Regions from separate parts of the Mus musculus genome. Here regions 1, 2 and 4 are each linked to region 3. Evidence: chromatin contacts called from public HiChIP or PLAC-seq data. All regions are on one chromosome and are shown on one strand. The core of a region is the stretch at or near the end of the contact, and the rest is flanking DNA. Distances in the headings are between cores, read along the strand shown. Region 1 has its middle 50 kb from the start of Gm36535. Region 2 overlaps Gm36535 (a long non-coding RNA gene). Region 3 has its middle 22 kb from the start of Mn1. Region 4 has its middle 18 kb from the start of Gm36434.

Region 1 (4,735 bases), core at 1,388-3,887, 450 kb after region 3:
GACCCTCCAGGTAAGACTGCAGCTGGGCGAGGACCCTCTTCAGTGTATGAACAAGGCTGCCTGCTAGTGTGAGAGGAGGATGCTGTCTCTCCAGGGAGGAGAGCATTCAAAATGGCTCTTGAGTGGCAAGAAGCATTTGTGATGATTTGAGGTGTGGGGGTCATCAGGCAGCTCACAGGGGCTAATGCTAGCAACCAGGGCAGATTTGCTTCACTGAGGCCCCAGACTCTGAGAAAATGGCAGTTTCTGCTCAGGAGCAGCCACTCAACCCTCAATGCTGTGCCAGCCTGGCACAGCTTCAGGTCCCAGCTTCCTGTTCTTTCACATACCAACAATAAGCCCGGGTCTGTGTCATAACTGATCTACTGAGAACCCACAACTCTGCCTGCTGTAGGCTCCCTCGACCCTCAAGTATCCACTCACCAATACAAATTCTCCAACAGGCTCTGTTTCACTATTTCAAATCACCTCTCCTCACAGTGGGCAGACTCTAGCTTGAGGGAATGCCCCAAGACCCAAAACTCAAACCACCTTCTAGTGAGACATCTTAACTATGGAAATACCCCCAAGTGAGCACTGAGTTCTGTGTAAGGATCTAGTCTAGGTTCAACTACCTTCAGACTGTCTTTGAAACATGTTATTCACTTCTTGTTCATCCATTCACACATCCACCTACCCATCCATCCATCCATCCATCCATCCATCCACTCACTCATCCCTCCATCCACCCACCCATCCATCCATTCATCTATCCACCCACTGATCCATCCATCCCAACCTTCTATTTGTGACCTTGTAAACCTTGTATATGTACACACACACACACCAGAGAAATGTGTACACACACAACACACAGACACACACACATGCACACAGACACACATGCACAAAGGCACACACAGATATACACACACAAACACACACACATGTACACAGACACACACACAAACACATGCATACAGATGCAGACATACAGACACACACATAGACACACATTTACAAACACACACAGGCATACACATACATGCACACAGACACAGACATACAGACACACACACATACACACACAGAGACACACATATACAAACACAAACATAAGCGCACACACACACACACATACACAAAAACACAGACACACACACACACACACACACACACACACACACACACACAGACACATTAACTTCATCTTCCATTTACCTCAGCTTCCTCATCTCCCAGCTCAAAGGTCTCCTGTGCCCTCTTCATTTCATTATAAAATTGTTTATTTATTATTTGTTTGTTCTCAAACCCCAAAGCCTTTAAATTTAGCAGATGTGTCTGTGAGCTTCCCCAAGCATTGCAGCGCTGTGACACTGACAGAAATGGTTTGTGATTGATCGATGCCGAGGCCCCCACCGATCTTTTTTATGAGATGTTGCGGTAGATCCCAGGGAGGTACCACTGTGGTTTCGCTGTGAGGTCTCAAGTGCATCCATTCCCCCTTTCTCAGGACTTGAAACGTATCTGGCTCCTTGGGGGACTTGTCCTTTCGTGGCTTCGGATATTAGAACACCTCCCATTCTGTTTTCTCTAGGGGTGCCCACTTCAAGAATGTAGGGCGGGCAGTGTGGTCCCTGCCTCCAAGCCTGCAACCTTGCGGTCTGCAGTTCCTTGATTATCATAGGGGGTTTTCATGTCCCTTAAAGTACAGCCTGTGTCCTGTTCAGTGAAAGTAACAGGGAGAGAGTGAGGGCATCGTCATGGGGTTTCCTGTGAGAACCCCAGTCACTCTGCCTCCTGTCTGGGAAGTGCAAGATTGGGGCGGTGCTACCTGAAGCATGAATTCAAAAAGAAAAGTCAGATGTTGGGCATGGGGGTGCACACGTGTCACCCCAGCATCCTGGATGCCGAGTTCTGGGAGGACATCAAGTTCTGGGTGACTCTGTCTCAAAAAAAAAAAAAAAAAAAGACGGAAAAACAAAACAAAACTGTGTCACGTGACCTCGATGTACGCGTAAGAACCAACAGAGCATGCTCCACACACTGGCAGCAGGCATGCCCGGGGCAGGATCTCGGGTTTCCGGTGTTGTACTGAAATACACCAGGCAGAGCATTTTATAAAGAGAGAGGCTGTCGGGTCACAGAACTGCGCATCTCCTGGACTTTAGTGGGGGTTCCCCGGCGATGGTTCACGGTGGAGGATGCGGTGTATGAGGGGAAAGGAGGGGAAGGAGAGGGATTTAGGGCACCCGAGGACTTGCTTTCATTCTCCAAGATCCTGTCTACTCATACAGTCACATTCTGAGATCAAAGGGGGGGGGGAGGGGTGGGATGCTGAGCATACAAATTGGGGGTGCACAACTATATCATAATACAGTGTGTGTGACTTGGAACACCCCAATATCCCAGAGTCTGCCTCTCCTCACTCCCTGGTGCCCCCCAAGGGGGCTGGTTTGCTTCTTCTACTCTCTGACATCCCAGTCCCTTACTTTCATGTCTGTCCCTCTTTCCCAGTCCCTCTGGCCTTTGTATGGAAATAACCCATGTGTCACAGGAGACAAGTCTTTGTTCAAAAAGCTACTGCAGCAGCCAGCACCCAGAGCTCCTCCAACACAGGTCACTGTCCTGTTCAGGGATGTTTGTTGATTGCTCATTGACCTGGGAGTCCTCTGTCTTCAGATGAGAGTAGCTCTGAGCCTGCTTGCTACATACTTGTGCTCTCTCCTCTCCTCTCCTCTCCTCTCCTCTCCTCTCCTCTCCTCTCCTCTCCTCTCCTCTCCTCACCTCTCCTCTCCTCCCCTCTTTCCCTTCCTTTCCTTTTTCCCCATTCTCCCCCCCCTCCAGAAGCCTTAGTCACAAACAATCAGGGTGGGACAATGTCTTCTCCAGGAGAGATATGGGGGTCATCTTTTATTAAGAAGAGAGCTTTTGAAATGCACGGTGAGTGGTGTCCCCCTCATTAGCCGGAGAGGGATCAGGACCAGCAATCTAGTTGATCAGCAGCCGCAATTTATTTTAAACTGCCCGTTTTCTGGATGTCAGAGGACGACTTTTATGTATAATCTTATTTCCAATTTCAACAAAGAACACTTCACTCATGTTGGGTGCAGAGATTTTTTTTTCCTCTCCATAGACAATAACCGATTATAAAAGCAGCTCCCGGCCGCCTCCCCCCCCCCCCAACCCATCTCGTCGTGGTGTTGACATATGGAAATGAGGCAAATGTAATCCCTGTAATTACAAGCATTGTAAGCAGGGTACAATTAGTGTCTCTCCAAGCCGATGTTGTAATCAAAAGACGTTGGTGACACAGTCCAAGGATGGAGGAGACACTCCACAGAACCCAACATGGGTTGGAAAGAAGTTTCTTTCTTTCATTTTCTTCTTCTTCCCACACGGAGACAAATGTCGCCTCCTATTCTCTCATGAGTGGGTGAGGAGAAATCAGTTCTAATTATTTACTCCGCCCATCTAGACCCACGCAGACAGACAAGGGGGCTCCACTTTAAAAATAAACCCAGCCACGTGGCAGGTAGGGCTGGGCTCTGCGGGAGCTGGAATATTTAGACGGTGGCTTTTAAGGTCACCTGTTCTACCGGGGGTATGTCAAGGCACCCGCTGGCCAAATGGGGCCCCATGGGTGAAAGTCAGACACCCACAGGGCTTCCATGTTATCAAACACATTTGGGGCTCAGGGCTGTGGCCGTCACAGATACTTTGCTCATATTTTATTTGAAAACCTTTGTCGGCGTTTAGGTGCCAAGGGGGGTTTGTAGCAAGCATGTGACGCCCGACTCCTGAGAAATTAGAGCTGATCACAAAGGGGAGACCTGTGGTGACACAGGACACCATGGGTGTCCAGTGCCTGTAGGTCCCTGGGGATTCCCACCACTTGCTCAATTCCCACTGAACCACCAAGTTGAAGGAGCTCCACAGACTGGGGCTGTCTGCAGAGTTTGTGGGAGAGCCATTGTGCCTTCCACCTCGGCTGTCTTCCATTTCTATGAAGCACAGTCCCCTTCCTAGTCCCCAAGCCCAGTGCTTCGGGGTGTGTCCTTCCCTGCCAAGCAACAACCAGGCATCCCTACCTGTGCCAAACACAGCTCACCAGCCTTCCCAGGAGGCAGGTCCCTCCCTACCTCCATGGGCATCTACCTCCCAATGCAGTGTGGCAGTTGGGGAGGGGGAGGAGGCTACATTTGAGTTTCTGAATGAATTATTCAACGAGGATTTCTTTGTTGCCTCCAAAGTGAGTGCAGGGGAGGGGGGGGGAGAGAGAGAGAGAGAGAGAGAGAGACAGACACACAGAGACAAACAGAGAGAGGCAGAGACACAGAGAGACAGAGACAGAGAAGAAAAAGAAGGTTGGATAGTTACAGAGCCGATGGTGTGCTCATCACAGCTTAGAGAAAAAAGAGGGAAAAGAAAAAAATGAGGGAGAGGGGACAAAGGAACAGAGAGAGGTGCAGGAGAGAGAAGAGAGAGGATGAGAAAGCAGGGAGGGCGGGGTAAAGGAAAGCTCTATTATTCCCGTTGAAATTGCCCAGCTAAGGAGATACAAGCTCTCCCCAAGGCCAACACACTTCCCAGGACTCAACTCTCACTGTAAAGGAAAATCTGAGGCCATCCCCAAGTTCACATGCTTGAAATGTCCTCTCCCCAGTCCCCTAGCTGATGGCATCCAGAGGTGCCTCGTCGAGGTTATTAGAGTTCCTTCATGAGGATGGGGTCCCTTTGGTCATCTTGGTGAGAT
Region 2 (4,691 bases), core at 1,486-3,985, 410 kb after region 3:
CCATGATGGGTGTGCTACTAGGCTCTGGGTAGCCTGTTGCACAGTAATTATACTTCATTCTTTCTACACCTTTATTCGAATGTCAGGGATATTGTCTTGACTTGCAAGATTTTGTTTCCCCCACTATGGGTTAATTCCACGAGGGCCGGCTATACCCATCCTCACAGCCTGTTACAAGGATCAGTGAATATCTCAGGTCAGGTCAGTGTGGCCTCTGGAGCTGGGGTTTGTAGCCTGATCCATCTCCCTAGAGGATCAGGATGCCTGTCCACTCCGTCCCTGGCTTTCTGCACTGAGTTCTCCCTGCACAGAGGCTTCTGCTGGCCTATACCTGGCTGCCTGGCAGAGGTTGGTGCTACTTAAGAGGCATCTGGAAGAGGAAGAGCTCTGTGACTGTTCTCTGTTAGCATGTAGAATTAAAAAAAACTAACCAACCAACTAATCAAACAAACAAAGCAAAAAAAAAAAAAAAAAAAAAAAAGTAAAAGCTTCAATCTACTGTAGGGCCAGAAACTGTAGGGCCGAAACTGCACAGTTTGGACAGCTAGGGTGTTGTCAAATGAGTCAGGACAGTTCTGTCTCAACCATCCCCAACCCAGACTCATCTCTTCACAAACTCCAAACAGGTTGTTATTTATTTATCTGTGTTTACATTAATTCATTATCCCATTCCTTTAAGTTGTTAATCCAGTTATCTATCTATCTATCTATCTATCTATCTATCTATCTATCCATCTATCTATATCCATCCATTCATCTATCCACCCACCCACCCATCCACTCACCCACCTATCCATCCATCCATCCATCCATCCATCCATCCATCCATCCACCCATTCATCTACCTATTCTATCTATCTATCTATCTATCTATCTATCTATCTATCCTATCCTATCCATCTATCTATATCCATCCATTCCATCTATCCACCCACCCACCCATCCACTCACCCACCTATCCATCCACCTATCCATCCACCCATCCATCCATCCATCCATCCATCTACCTATTCTATCTATCTATCTATCTATCTATCTATCTATCTATCTATCCATCCATCCACCCACCCACCCACCCACCCACCCATCCATCTATCGATCTATCTATAACCTGTCTACCCACCTATTACCTATTTATCATCTATTTATGTGTTTATCTGTTGATCATCTATGTGTTTATCAGTCGATCGTCTATCATCTATCTATCTATCTATCTATCTATCTATCTATCTATCTATCCATCCATCTATCTCTATCATCTACCTATGTATTTGCCTATCAATCTATCAACCTATCAATCATCTATCTATGTATCTATCAACATACCATCTATTTATCTAATCTATCATAATGTATCTATTTATCTATTATCTATCTATGAATCCCTCTATCAATCTGTCATCTATCTAATCTATCATCTATCTACCATCTCTTCACCTATTATCTAGCTATCTATCCATCTATCCATTTGTCTGTGTCCACTCATCCATCCATCCATCCATCCACTCCAGAACAAGCCTGTCCTGTCTTCTGGTTCCCAGGGAATCCTGCTGTGTGTTCTCACGTGGCTCACTGTTTCTCTGAACTCCAATTCTCTCAGTATAGGTGAAGCTTGGAAACACTTCTACACACCAGGGCAGCGTGAATGTCTGTTAAAGACTGGCCGATATGTTATATCTCTAGACAGATAGTGTGAGTCTAAGTCTGAATCAGTAGAGGAAGGGGACCAGGACTCTGCCTTGCACCCACAGAAGATTCCAAAGTTTCTTTCCTCCAACATAGTGGGTTCCTGGTTCTAGTGGCTTGGAAGGTGGTGGGGTATCCTCCCCATGATGGACACATTTATACTGTGCCTTCCCACCGACCCCGGGGCTTCCCCAGCGGGCGTCACCTCCTACTTACACCCATGGATGGTCCTTATGGGTCCTTATACTTTGTTCTTCTCCATGTCCCAGCACCAGCACTCTCAGGGATGGGCTAGCACAGGGATATTCAACTAGGCCCCCAGACTGGCCCCTCTGATCTAATCCAAACCAAACCAGGAGAGCAAAACCCTTAGAGGCTGCACAGCCACGGCAGAGCCCTCGTATGGAGCTGCAGGCCTTTGGCCAGGCGCTCTGCCTTCCTTGCCTCCGATCATTCTGAGCCCTGAGAATGCTCTAGAGATGCCTTGGCTGTGCAGAACCTTTTGTAAATTGTCTCATTCCTAAGAGCCCTTCCTTCCTCAAGAGAGGGAGACAGGGGGAGAAAGGCAGAGGGAGAGAAGTGAGAGAAGAAAAGGAAGGAAGGGGTTTTTATCTGCAGCTTGAGCCTCTCCTTAGGATCAGAGTTTTGTGCACTGTTTGAATAAGGTCCACAGTTGAAGGTCACTAGCCATGCCTCTCCTGTGATGAGAGCCTGGCTTGGGAACCCAGTTCTGGCCTGTAACTCAGAGAAACCAGCTTTAAAAGCACGAGTCCAGGGTGGGATGCCTCCAGAGTATTGGCTGGAGGGACCCACTCAGGGACCCTCTCTCGGCAGAGGCAGCCTAGAGGGAGGAGAAGAGCAACAAGCCAGAGAAAGAGGCCAGGCTGGGGCTGGGACAGAGAGTCCTGAATCCCATCTCCAGGTGACTCAGTGCCTGCTTTTGACCTTGGCATTGACCTCAAGAGCCTTCTGCCAGCCTAGGATGTGCGTAGGAAGGTCTCCACACCCAGCTTTGGCTGGCCGCCTTCGGGCCAGGTCACCCGAGGCCAGGCTTGCCTCATCTCGGATTCTTTTCCTTCTCCACGCTGCTCTGTCCTGGCTGCTTTGCTCACTGCAAGTCAGCACCCGTCTGCCTTGGACTGGGTCATATTACAACCACAGCCGGGGCCCGGGGACCCAACCACGGTGTGCCAGAGCAGGTGGCTCGCCTGGGACCCTGAAGTGCACACAGCAAGGTCCACGTTCCTGAGTTTTGTACAAAATCGTCCACAGACTTTAGAATCCACCAGGACGCAGGAGTCAAGACAGCTGGCCTAATGCGACTTGAGCAGAGAAGCCCAGCCCTGCTCAAGACAGCCAGCCACAGGAAGTGACTGAGCCCAGGGCCTAGGCCAAGAGCCTTGGCAGGCCAGCTCTGCAGCCTGGGGAGTCACTGGGCTCCTCAAGTTACAGGAGCTGTTGTCATGGATACCAGTGGTTTTATGGTCTAGCAAGTGGAAACACAGGACACCCAGTTCCATTTGAGCGTCAGATCAACAGTGTAAGTCAACCCCTGGCCGTGCTTGGGAGACACTGATCCTAAGGGTCATTCTTTTCTTTTCTGGATTCTCACATACCAGGGTCCCTGGTGTTTGACCCATCAAACGATGGCCTCATTATTCTTGAAGGAAACCCCTTGAATGGAAGCATCCTCTCCCCTGTGATGTGCAGAGTCCCCAGATGTCAGGAACTCAGAGATCATTTCTCCTAGACTGTGAATGTTAGGTACCCAATACAGATGTCAGCAGTGTCTGTGATGTTGATAACAATTAATAACACTTGACACGGATGTTAGTGCTCATTCGCAGAGCGTCCGCTGTGCTCCAGACACACCCTTTGCTCAACTCTGTCACGTCTTCACTCAGGGACCCTGCGCATGGTGGCTGCATCCTGTCATCATGAACCAGGTTGTTCACAGGGCTCATTCGAGATAGATGCTACAGAGTGTGTGTCCCCCAACTGCCATGGTGGGGCGCTGTGCTGAGTGGCTTGTGAGGGTCACCTCATAAAGTGTCGACTGTTCTGTACACGGAAGTTATTCCTAGGTCATCGGGAGGTCTCTACTTTGAAAGTGGGGAAACTGAGTCTCAAGCTCGGGGACATCAATAGTCAGGAAGCTCAGATCCACAGAGAGAAGCTGGCTTCTGCCCGAGTTCCATACTCCTCTAGGCTTCTCCATCGGCCACATGGTAAGTTGGATCGAGGGTAGACAAGCTGGAGCTGTGCATGTCCCCAGCTGTGCCTAAGGGACCCTACTTCCCCTGAGAACAAAGCTATCACCAAGCCTGTCTCTGCTGCAGTTCATGTCCCAGCTGTGGCTCAGGGTCCCCCAATTCCCCTGCTACAGTGCATGTCCCAGCTGTGCCTCAGGGACCCCATGTTCCCTGCTGCAGTGCATGTCCCTAGATGTGCCTCAGGGTCCCCATGTCCCCTGCTGCAGTGTGTGTCCCCAGCTGTGTCTCAGGGTTCCCCCAATTCTCCTGCTGTAGTACATGTTCCCAGCTGTGTCTCATGGACCCCAGTTCCTCTGAGAACAGCATTATCACCAAGCCTGTCTCAGATGGGGTTGAGGTTTCCTCTGCACACAATAAAGGCCCTGGGACAAATGCTTTCCAGCGCCGATGGCTGGTGCAGTAGTGAGGAAGCTTAAAGGGCAGGGCTCTAGAGAGCTTAGAATAGTTTGTTTTTTTTTTTCATTGCTGTGAAGAAATATCCTACAAGAGCCATCAGAAGGAGAAGGGTTTTATTCTGTCCCCGATTGAGGACATCATGCCCATCAGGAAAGACAAGGCATGAGAAAGCAGACCACACATGGCATCCACAGTCACAAATGCTGGTACTCAGTTCAATTTCTTCTTTGTATCCAGGCCTGGATCCTAGCCCAGGGATGGTGGTTTTCACATTTAGAGTGTATCTCCCATCTCAGTTAACCTAACCTTAGAAATTCCGTCACAGACAGGCCCAGA
Region 3 (5,422 bases), core at 389-2,888:
GCCGCTCAGCGCGTGCACGCGCACACGTGTGTGTGTGTGTGTGTGTGTGTGTGTGTGTGTGTGTGTCTGTGTGTGTGTGTGTGTGTCTGTGTGTGTGTGTGTGTGGTGTGTGTGTGTGTGTGTGTGCGTGCATTTTGAGACAACGGTTTCTCTGTGTAGCCCTGTTCTGTAGACCAGGCTGGCCTCAAACTCAAAAGATCCAACTTCATGCTGGATTGTCAGCATGTGCCACCTCTGATAACCAACATCTTCATAATGTCTCCTCATAAAGTCCTCTGAGGCACAGCTGAGCTTCTCCATGGTGGCAGGCAAACCCTAAGACTCCACACTCGGAGGTCTCACTAATATGGAAGGGGTGGTAACTGCTCTGCCCCCCTACTGAGGCCCCCTACCTCAGTAGTACCATGTCTTCCCCCCAACCTCCAGCTGGCTTTGTGTTAGTGCTGTGGACATGAGGGGTCTCCAGGAGCCTGTGGTGTGTTCCTTCTAAGTGTGCTTGACAGCAGTTGGGGTGTCAGGGGAGCCTGACCTGTAAATCCCCGGGTGGAGCAACCCTGAGGTCAGGGCTGTTCTACTTCACCAGAGACCACTTCCCCTACACTCCTGCCCAGCATTGCCTATCTGGCTGAGGACAGTATCTGTTGGCGGTCTAGTGGGCCATGAATTCAGGATCCTGTTAATATGGGATCTATTGGGATTCCAGTCTTCCTCTCAGCCCCTACTGAGTGACAGGCACAGCTTTTCTACTCATGAGGTTGAGGTCTGGATCTGTGCATGTTAGTGCTGTCCATGGTGGGACTTCACTGCCCTAGATCTCACATCTCATTGCGATCTACCCCAAGGCTCAGCTATGCGGCAGCCATCATCTCAGGATGCTGGGAGGTGGGGAAGTGCTGGGATGAGATGGTGACCCTGTGCTTGCTCGGAGGCCTTACTGTTGCTACCCGTCTCCTGCTAGTGAGCCCTGCAAGTGTGCTTGAAACCACGGAGTCTTAGCATGGAGCTGTCTGCTCACACTCTGCCAGAGGCCATGCTGGCTGAAGGGCTTTGGCGTCTCGCACATGTACTCCGATGCCTGCCCACCCACCCCCGTTACTGAACAATAGGCCCCAAATGAAGCTTGACCCCTCTGAGCCTTGGTGTCCCGCCAGTGAAAGTCTGGATTGTCGACACTAACATGGGACATGGCTCTGTGACAAGGAAACATGAAAACAACACTTCGTGCCCTGGTTGGGCTCTTAGCTAGAGTCACCAGCCAGCGTGCATTGCCCAGGACAAAGGATTCCTGGGAGGCCAGACTTTGACTCTAAAACCAAGACAGTCATGGACAAACAGGGACCGTTGGTCACCCTGTTACAAGAGTATAGCAGTTTTCATCTAAAGACAGATGTAAACACTGGGCCATTGTATAGGAGCCAGGCAGTGCTGTAACCTGAAGCCAGTCTCACAGGGAGAACTCAAAGTGTTCTTTCCATACAGTGCTCCGTTCTCCCCAGACTGCCATGGACAGGTACATCCAGGCATATTGAGCTTGCTGCAGCCAAAGACGCTTTCCCAAAGGTGTGCATGTATGCCTGGCCCTCTGGCAGCAGCCTGCAATGTTCCCACCGGTTCATTCTTGCCACTCACCCCCAGGCTCCACCCACAATGGCCTCACGCCAGATTCTGAGACCAGGTCTGCTTTGAATGACTGGAACAGAGCAGCCCAGGATTTAACCCATTCCTGGCTTGAGTGCCTCCTGCCGTTAACCATTTCCTCCCCCCTGCCTGTGGCTCGAGTGACCCAACAACAGCCTCTCAACTCTCTCCCATTTTGCGAGGAAACATTTCTGCTTTATGACTGCATGTGCTTTCTCGTCTCTCCCGTTATCTTAATGAATTAACTGGGTGCCCATTGCTCCCTGGCCCCCCCACGGTTTACGAGCTGTTCAGCGATCACTGCGATCTTCGTCAGCTTCACACAGTTGTTGTACCGGTTCCTATTACAGTAATTGGCATGAACTTTATTCTTTTGCAGAGAGATTCTTTGGCCCGCTGAGACTGCATAACCATCTGCCATAAATTGAGACTAGTACGGCTTATTTTGGTGAATGCAAAATTGGATCCCATTCTTTACTCTGTGGCTTGATTCAACTTCCAGATGGTTAATCCACATGAAGTAATAGGAATGCACCACAGCTCTGCTTAGCTGAAGATGGAGACGTAATATTTATTTGCTGATGTGGAGGCCTCCAAACGCTGCCCTGTCGGGATGTCAATATATAACACGGCAGCACAGAAATGTCAGCTTGTTCTGCAGGAACGACAGGCTCCCCTGAGTTGCCATGGGGGGACCCCTGGGTGCCTACTCCCCCCTTCTGTCCTTGACCTAATCTCAAGAGGTTTTTATTCTCTCCTGGGCTGTTTCTTATCAGCTAGGTCTGCCTGTGTAGCTGGCTTCACATCTGCTTTGACTTTAGTGCCTGTGACATTTTCATTAATACTTCTCCAAGGTTGAGCCTTTATTCCAAATACCCTGCAGCTCCCAGAAGCTAAAGCTCAGCTGTGCCCAGCTGGGGGCTGCTGGGAAACTTGGCCCCTGAAATACCAACAAGTCTGCTGTCCCCACTCAGATGAGCTGATCAACACTTTTTAATTGTTACTGATCATGCTCACCTGCTATGCTGAAGGATGCAGAGGCAGATCTTGGGGTAGGGGGGAATTGCTTTCACTCTGGGGAATATCGACTGCCTCTGTGTGTATGCTCCGTCCTGTCCTAGACTCCTCCTGGGTCTCAGCATGTGGTGCAGGGAAGCCTGAAGCCCTGCATCTCACCACCTGGGAGTACTGACTCTTCAGGGCTCCCTGTACCAGATGGGTCCAGCAACCCAGTTTACCCAGGGCTGCTCTGGCTGAGCCCCTATCTCCTCTGTACCATTCAGAGCTGGGCAAACTGAGACAGTTGCCTACCCTATGGCCCTGTCTACTCTAGATCTGCAGAGAGAACCTCTGGAGCTCACTCTGAAAGTCCTACATTGTGGTGTGTTCTGTGGTGACTCTGACAGGGCCCATGAATTTGGCAACCACAGTAGTGAGTCTCAAGTGACTCCATGGCCTGACATCTCGTGTGCCTTTGGGTTTAGAGGGAAGACTTGATGAGAAATTAGATCAAAGAGAGTCTACACATGGGAATTAGACTTAAAAGGAGCTAGTAAGAACCAAGTGTATTGGCGCACACCTTTAATCCCTGAACCCAGGGTAGAAGCAGGCAGATCTCCGAGGCCGGCTTTAGTTATGTAGTGAGTTCCAGGCCAGCCAGATCAACATAGGGAGGCCCTTTCTCAAATAACCAAAAGAAGTGGAGTGTGTGTGTGTGTGTGTGTGTTTAAAAAAAAAAAAAAAAAAAAAAAAAAAACAAGACCCTGAAAGTTTCCAGATGGAACACAGTGCAATAAGGCAGGCAGATCTCAGAGGCTCCTCAGCAACTGAGGCTGTGGGCAAGAAAGCAAGAGGCCGGCCCCCCCACCCATCACACTCAAAGCCGCATGCCATCTCCAGTGGCTCGGGGCTGCCTGTACGGTGCAGATGGAAAGACTTTTAAGTGGGCCCCTGAAATGCATTGTTGGCAAGAGAACGGCAGCCAATCAGGAGCTGCCAAAAGGAGCCTAGGGTCCATCCAGCAGGACCAAAGCCTCTGGCTGGAGCCCATTGGCTTCAGTGGCAGGCAGCGCGTGTTTGTTCAGGTGGGCTAACTAAAGCCCCAGGCGCAGGCTGCGGTAGAGGGAGGTAAGGGTGCAGCCAAGTTGGACGCTGGCTCCATCCAGCTCCCTGGCTGGGGCAGTCACACCTTTTGCACCGGTGTTGGATGCTGTGGTCTCCACCCTCAGAAAACTCTGAGGACCTGCCCTTTCTCACTGCCTGACTAGGGCTCCTCCCTCCCCCTCAGAGGAGCTTCCTGATTCTAAAGTAGACAGGTCACATGCCTGTGCTCAATGCTGTCCCACAAAACAGGGCCATGCGCAGATTCCTTGGTCCCTCTGCTCATAATGTCTTGTTCTATTCCAGCTACACTGCCTCCTCCTGGCTAGTTTGTGACCTGCCATTCAGGTCCCTTCTGCAGTGGCTGATCCTGTCCCCTAGAATAATCACCACACTCCAAGGCTCCTCCACTGACTTACTAGGTCCAACGGGCCCTCTTCGTGTCTCCTGAACCACCTTTTGGGCCCTCTTGCAACTTGTCATAGTTTTTTCTCAGCACTTACTACAGGGTGGGTAGACAGAGCAGAAGAGGGAGTCGTTTCCCACCAGACCTGAAGTCCCAGGAGATCCCTGGCCTCTGTGGTTAAGTGTGGGTTGAATAGGCACTGTCTTCTGTCTTAGGATGGGCTGGTATCTCTCAAGAAGACGCACAGTAGTGCAGAGATTGCATACAACCAAACAGGGCTGTCCAAATGTAATAATGGCCATCCGTGTTGGTCTGCCCAGAGCAGCCATTCTGGATCATTCTGTGTAATTGGAGCACAATTAAGCATCTGGCAGTGTTTCCCTGGGCTGAGATCTGATTCTGAGCTTACTCAACACGGGCTCTGGTTTCTCTTTTGCTAGAACAACAAATCTGGATTCCCCCGAAGACAGACCCTGTGGTCTGGACTGCAGGGTAGTACTGGAGAGTGAGGCTCTCACACTGAAGAAATTCAATCTCCAGACAGTGGGCTGCATATTCAGGGACAAGTTCTTGGACTCTGCATAACATAAACGATGATTTCCACTCTGAGATGAGGAAGAGCACACACCGCGCTGAGCTGGAGCAGGAGGCTGTCCAGCCTGGGCTGCTGGAGGGACCAAGTCAGCGCAACGCCAGATGGAACCATCCGAGGTGTGCTTCACCACCATCTCCTCCCAGCCAGCACCCACTGGCCTCATGTGTCCTTCCAGAAGCGCCAGCCTCTGCGTAGAGCTTCCCCCCATGGCTGTGATCGCTGCCATCTTAAGAGCAAGTGAGCAGTCAGCTGCCTGCAAGAGTGAAGCTCAGAAATGAGAAGGTGGTGGTGGTGGTGAGCTGCAGGAGGCAACGCCATTCATGTTCTTGAGAGCCATATACCAAGGGAGTGGTGCCTGTCACCAGGGACTATGAGTGTGCAGAGAGGATGGCTTGGAAGGGTGAGACCGACCATGGGGGTGTGGCAGGGGAGAGAATAAGCTAGGGTAGAGAGCCGGCAAGTGAGGAGGACTCTGACCCACCCATAGACATATGTCCAAGAGGAAATAAGGTCAGGTATGGTCCCTGGTGATAAAAACAGTGAAGGTCCTGTGAGCCTTAGCCTGCCTTCCAATGGACCCTAAAAACTATACAGCAGAGGGTAACCAGATGGCTCCAGAGGACCCAAGTTCCAAAGGACCTGTGTTCAGTTCTCACACCAGGCAGCTCATATCTGCCTGAAAC
Region 4 (4,817 bases), core at 1,322-3,821, 290 kb after region 3:
TGCATATATGTGTGTGCATGTGTATGCATGCCTGTGTGTGTCTTTGTAGAATATGCCTCTGTGGTTCCTTAAGACCCTGCGGTGGCTCTGTGAAATGTGCACTCCCCTTAGCAAAGTCACACACTTGTGTGCAAGGCACAGGCAGAATGAGGATGATTCCAGAAGGGATCCCAGCAAACGTGTGACTGACAGGAGCCGGCTCTTTTTGACTTTGGAGAAAGGGATCAGGGGCACCATATTTTAGAAAGTGGGTGAGGTGAAAAGCAGGAGAGAGCTTTAAAGCAGCCGGTCATGAGTGGCTGGAGAGACTGAGGCAGGAGGATTGCAGATGGATGCCAGGGCACACTCACACCTCAGCATAGTGGAATACACTCTACCCTTCTACCCTGCCTTCGTTTCCCTGTTGTGTGCAATGGACAAGATGACTCAGTGGCCTCTCTGGTCTGTGTGGAGCGGAACTGTTGCAGTTTGGGGCAGATGAATCTGAGACCATGGGAACGGCAGGTTATGAAGGAAGCCAGGAGGCTGCTCTGTTGGGGATCTTGGCTTTACCTCTGTGACCAATCAGACTCCTCATCTGTACTGTGGTGAGGGAGGGGTATATCTTAGCATCTGGCCCACAAGAAGCCTGGGTCTCTCACACATGTGCTCTGTGGATACCTGGGATTCCTGTACCCTCTGGAATGTCATTCAGTTGGAATCACCAGATGGCTTTCAAAAACTGGTCAAGCCATGTCCGTTCTTACAGTCTTCCTGATTCCCAGCATCACGGAATCACCACGGATCTGCAGGAAACGTTTCCCGAATGAACGTGTAACAGTCCATCAAAGCCTGGTTGTGTGCGCGTGTGTGCCTGTAAGTGTCTGCAGGCTGATGTGTATATGAGGGAACACAAGTATATGGCACAGGTCTACACATGGACCCTGAAATATGGCAGGGCCAGGTCACTGTGTGTGCAGCCAATAGACCTAAGTTCCTGTATTCCAGTCTACACACTATATAACTCCTCATGAGGCAAAGTGAAGGGTTTCTCACTCAGGTGTGAGCTATGGTTGTCACCCAGAGGATTAGAAAATGTGCAAGGCTGGATGCTGGGGACAAACAGATCCGAGGTTGGACCTTCAGCTCTGTCCCAGTTCTTTCTGTGACCTGGATCTGTGGCTTTCCCTCCCAGAGCCTCTGTTTTCTCTCTTGAAGCTTGTAACATTGCATCTCTCATTTATAGATTTGGGTGGGTGGGATGTTAAAAATAACAGGTACAGAACACTAAACCCAATGCCTGGAATGGTGAACATGTTCAGTTCACAGATGTGTAAAAGCCCCATGCACCAATGGGCCTTGAGTTTGGAGCACACCAGGCTAGGGGCTGACTATCTGAGCCTGCCCCATGCATGTGTATATCTGTCTACTCATCTATCTATCTACCTACCCACCATCCATCCCTCCATCCCTCCATCCAGCCTCTTACCTATCTGTCCACCCATCCATCCATCTATCCATGCATCCATGCATCCATCCATGCATCTACCCATCCCCCCACCCACCCATCTATTCACCTACCCACCTACCTGTCCATCCATCCATCCACCCACCCATCCATTCACCTACTCACCCACTTATCCATCCATCCATCCATCCATCCATCCATCCATCCATCCATCCACCCAACTGTCCATCTCTTCACCAGAATTTTTTCTTTTCTGTTTTCTTTCGAGACAGGGTTTCTCTGTGTAGCCCTTGCTGTCTTGGAACTCGGTCTGTACCAGGGTGGTCTCAATCTCAGATCCCAGTGCCTCTGCCTCCAAAGTGCTGGGATTAAAGGCGTGCGCCTGACTTTGAGAAATGTTAATTGAGAAAATGTGTACACCTGATGTTACAGTTAAAGTAGACAGTAATGAAGAAAACCTGTCCCCCATACTCCCCAGGCTCTGATACTCTAGAGGAAGAGACACCGAATCCTTAAGGTTTGCAGCTGCTTCAAGGGCTAAGTGTGTTCCTAAGTATGATGAGGCCAGAGGAGGTCTCCTGAGGGATTGGTATGAGACCTGGGCTGAGAAGGACGGATTAAATACTAGCATTGAAGAGAGGGGAAGCGTATTTCACTGGGGCTGCACGTGCAAAGGGTTTGTGGCAGGCAGAAACCTTCTGGCCACACATTCCTGCTGTCTGGAGGGCAGAAAAGATCTAGGGGCCTGGCAGGTATTAGTCCCATGGCCACAGGAGAATCTTGACCTTTACTGTAGCACACTGGAAGCCATGGAAAGATAGAACATGAATTTTTTGAAAGTTCATTTTGTAGCCCTAAGCCTGATACGGGCGGTGTTGGCCTCAGGATCAGGGACAGGCACAGGTCTGACCCTGGCCAACCTGTCCTGGAGCCCCAGGACACTGTCTACACTGAGAAGACTATGACAGCCTGAACCCTCCAGAGGCAGGAACCCAGAACCCCTCACCCCAGCCAGTGGGTTCATTTACATGATCCTAGCTTAATTCATCCAGGGTATGTAAATGTATGCAAACCAGCATCCAGGAGAGGCAAAAATAGCAGGATGCATTAGCATGCCTCGCAGGAACATCGTTTTATGCAAATGGTTGCTGGGCCTACTGAGTGGGCAGAAAGGGGCATCTTCTCATCTCCAAGAGGGCCAGCTTCCTGACCCGCCCTGGACCCTGGCCAACTCTGCCATCAAGGGCGGGGGCAAGCGGGGAGGTCACAGGTACGGGGACAGACAGAATGGGAGGACCTTGGAGGGCTGCTATCCTGGAGTCTGGTGAGGTCCCTAGGATGGTGGGACCTCAGTCAGCTGCTGTCCTGGCTAGTCTTTGCCTCCACCCTGCGTCCCTCCTCCCTCTCTGCTCTGGCTAGTCCTCCTCACAAGCCTCCCTCTGATTGCTTTCCTGTACTGGCTTCTCTGAGATCAGACACAGACCTCCCACCCCTGGCAGCCTGCATTGTACATCCTGGGCACTGGTTCTGCTTTTCCAGGCCTCACCTCTGTCCTTCTCACACCTCTTGCCTCTGTGCCCCCATCCCCATCCCCCGAGTCCCACGCCAGTGTCTGTCTGGCTCTGACATTCCCTGTCACTTCTCCTCAGCTGTCTCCCCGTTTATGTTTCTTTCTCTGCCTCTGTCTCTCTCCTTGTCTTGCTTTGTCTCTGGCTGTTCCTGTCTCTTATTCTTCCCCTGTCTGCTTTTTCTCTTCTCTCCATATCTATTTCTGTCTCTCTGTCTGTGAGGCTCTCTGTCTGTCTGCTTCTGTCTGCAGGTCTCTCCTCCCTAGATTTTTTTCGTCTCCTTTTCTGTGCTTGTCTCTGCTCTTTCTATATCCACCCCCCATCTCAGGAGACCCCCTCCACTCCATCTCAGGAGACCCCCCTCCACCCCATCTCAAGAGACCCCCCTCCACCCCCTCTCAGGAGACACTGAGGGACTGCCCCCCCAGAAGTACTCCTTCCTGCTCCTGGGATCACCAGAAGATGTGTGGCCATTTGGGGGAGACATGGGGTCTCCCTACAACCCACATTCTGGTGACACCCAGATTCTGGCTGCCATCCACATCAGGAGGGCTGGGGGCCTGAGAACCCTTTTGAAGCTAGGGCCCTTGCTAGCTGAGATTGCCTGGGTTGGGTGAAAGCCAGGGATATGGCTTGGTAGTGACTGAGATTGGGTGATAGCTACTAAGTAAGGGCTGCCTCTTTGCCTCAGTTTCCTTTGCTGAGATGTGGTCCTACTGTGGTCCAAGTCAGGGCTTGCTGCGACTCAGCAACATTGCTCTCAAGTGTATGTCACCCATCTTGCCTTGACTTCCACTTGTGCCTATTGGCCTCAGTCAACCATCTTGCCTTGATTTCCACCTGTACCCATTAGTCTCAGTTTCCCCACCTGGAGACCAGTCCTGCCATTAGGTCATAGGGTGGTGGTTCCATAAACTGTCCTTTTCCTTCCTTCTCCAACTTTGCTGGTGGGTTCCTGGCATCTCTGTGCCTCAGTTTCCTTTTTTGTGGTACAGATGATACAAATTGCCTTCTGAGGTCTCCTGGACACACTGGACTGAATGGGGGTGTCCTATAGGTGACAGATGGTCAGTGTCAGCCCCACAGTGCCACCAAGTGGCCATGCAGGTCACCATGGGGCAGCCTTGGGTCTAGAGTTGGGGGCAGCTATGTTTCTGACCTGTGCCAGGCTCTCCTGGAGCCCTCAGACCCATATGCAAATTATATGAAGGATCCATCCAGGGGCCCCTTGTCCTGCAGAGGCAAGTTCAGACACCAGGTGCTAGACCTACTTTACAAATGCTGGGTGACATCAGGATGGTGTACTCACCTCTCTGAGCCCTGCTTTCCTCATCACACCAGACTGCTGTGGGGGGATCCCTGAAGCAGGAAATGGCTGATCCAGGGCTTCCTCCCCACTCCCCTCGTTCATCAACACCCACTGTATAGTATCCATACGGGGCCAACAATGACTACTGTAGTAACAGCTTGTCCCTAAAGGCTTAGCTCACAGTGTAGGGGGAGAGGGACCACATTGTGCAGTGTCAGCAGAGAACGTCCAGTAGAGACTGGAAAGGGGAAAGATGGGGAGGGAGCCTGCAAATTAGGGTTGACAGCCAGAGGAGGCAGAGTTTAATCAGATGTCCGAGGTAATGGGCTATCAGGCAGAGAGTAAAAGGTGTGTGCAAAGATCCTGAGGCAGGCCACGGCCCCTGGAAGGCGACCAACGGTAATCTTCAGTTCTGCAGCCCTCTCGAAAACCAGATCCTGTTTCTCTCCCGGGTGTTAAGCCTCTGAGAAAATCACCAGGAAGGTTTTAAAGC

The links. HiChIP or PLAC-seq counts read pairs in DNA pulled down with a chosen protein or histone mark.
Region 1: an H3K4me3 HiChIP or PLAC-seq map of embryonic basal ganglia shows a contact between it and region 3, with 4 times the contacts expected there. The contact joins two enhancer-like sites. A contact is called at or near these places in 3 of 484 Hi-C or Micro-C datasets (cerebellar granule neurons, embryonic stem cells and nephron progenitors), 7 of 115 datasets of contacts at active chromatin or transcription factors (VIP interneurons, embryonic basal ganglia, embryonic forebrain and 2 more) and 2 of 9 other capture datasets (embryonic stem cells and embryonic trunk).
Region 2: an H3K4me3 HiChIP or PLAC-seq map of craniofacial prominence shows a contact between it and region 3, with 4 times the contacts expected there. The contact joins two enhancer-like sites. A contact is called at or near these places in 1 of 15 datasets of contacts at CTCF or cohesin (the NIH/3T3 cell line), 2 of 484 Hi-C or Micro-C datasets (embryonic fibroblasts and group 2 innate lymphoid cells), 10 of 115 datasets of contacts at active chromatin or transcription factors (T-cell acute lymphoblastic leukemia, cardiomyocytes, craniofacial prominence and 7 more) and 4 of 9 other capture datasets (adipose tissue, embryonic stem cells, embryonic tail and 1 more).
Region 4: a contact with region 3 is called in an H3K4me3 HiChIP or PLAC-seq map of embryonic basal ganglia, with 4 times the contacts expected there. The contact joins two enhancer-like sites. A contact is called at or near these places in 14 of 484 Hi-C or Micro-C datasets (B cells, the CH12 cell line, LSK cells and 5 more), 4 of 115 datasets of contacts at active chromatin or transcription factors (double positive thymocytes, embryonic basal ganglia, embryonic midbrain and 1 more) and 1 of 9 other capture datasets (embryonic trunk).

What each region holds. Positions count from the first base shown.
Region 1 is chr5:111,840,599-111,845,333 of GRCm38.p6, forward strand. No RefSeq gene overlaps it. Among named protein-coding and RNA genes, the nearest start is that of Gm36535, 50 kb to the left of the region's middle. Within about 2 kb of position 2,638, at least 33 of the 459 cell types and tissues checked have an H3K27ac peak or open chromatin away from gene starts, as enhancers often do. A contact at or near this core is called in embryonic basal ganglia, where this site is marked.
Region 2 is chr5:111,797,101-111,801,791 of GRCm38.p6, forward strand. Gm36535 (a long non-coding RNA gene) reads left to right here. Exons shown (of 2, transcript XR_003955955.1): 2 at 3,771-4,691. Among named protein-coding and RNA genes, the nearest start is that of Gm36535, 6.1 kb to the left of the region's middle. Within about 2 kb of position 2,736, at least 171 of the 459 cell types and tissues checked have an H3K27ac peak or open chromatin away from gene starts, as enhancers often do. A contact at or near this core is called in craniofacial prominence and embryonic tail, where this site is marked.
Region 3 is chr5:111,392,368-111,397,789 of GRCm38.p6, forward strand. No RefSeq gene overlaps it. Among named protein-coding and RNA genes, the nearest start is that of Mn1, 22 kb to the right of the region's middle. Within about 2 kb of position 1,639, at least 85 of the 459 cell types and tissues checked have an H3K27ac peak or open chromatin away from gene starts, as enhancers often do. A contact at or near this core is called in craniofacial prominence, embryonic basal ganglia, embryonic tail and 1 more, where this site is marked.
Region 4 is chr5:111,678,995-111,683,811 of GRCm38.p6, forward strand. No RefSeq gene overlaps it. Among named protein-coding and RNA genes, the nearest start is that of Gm36434, 18 kb to the left of the region's middle. Within about 2 kb of position 2,572, at least 36 of the 459 cell types and tissues checked have an H3K27ac peak or open chromatin away from gene starts, as enhancers often do. A contact at or near this core is called in embryonic basal ganglia and neural stem cells, where this site is marked.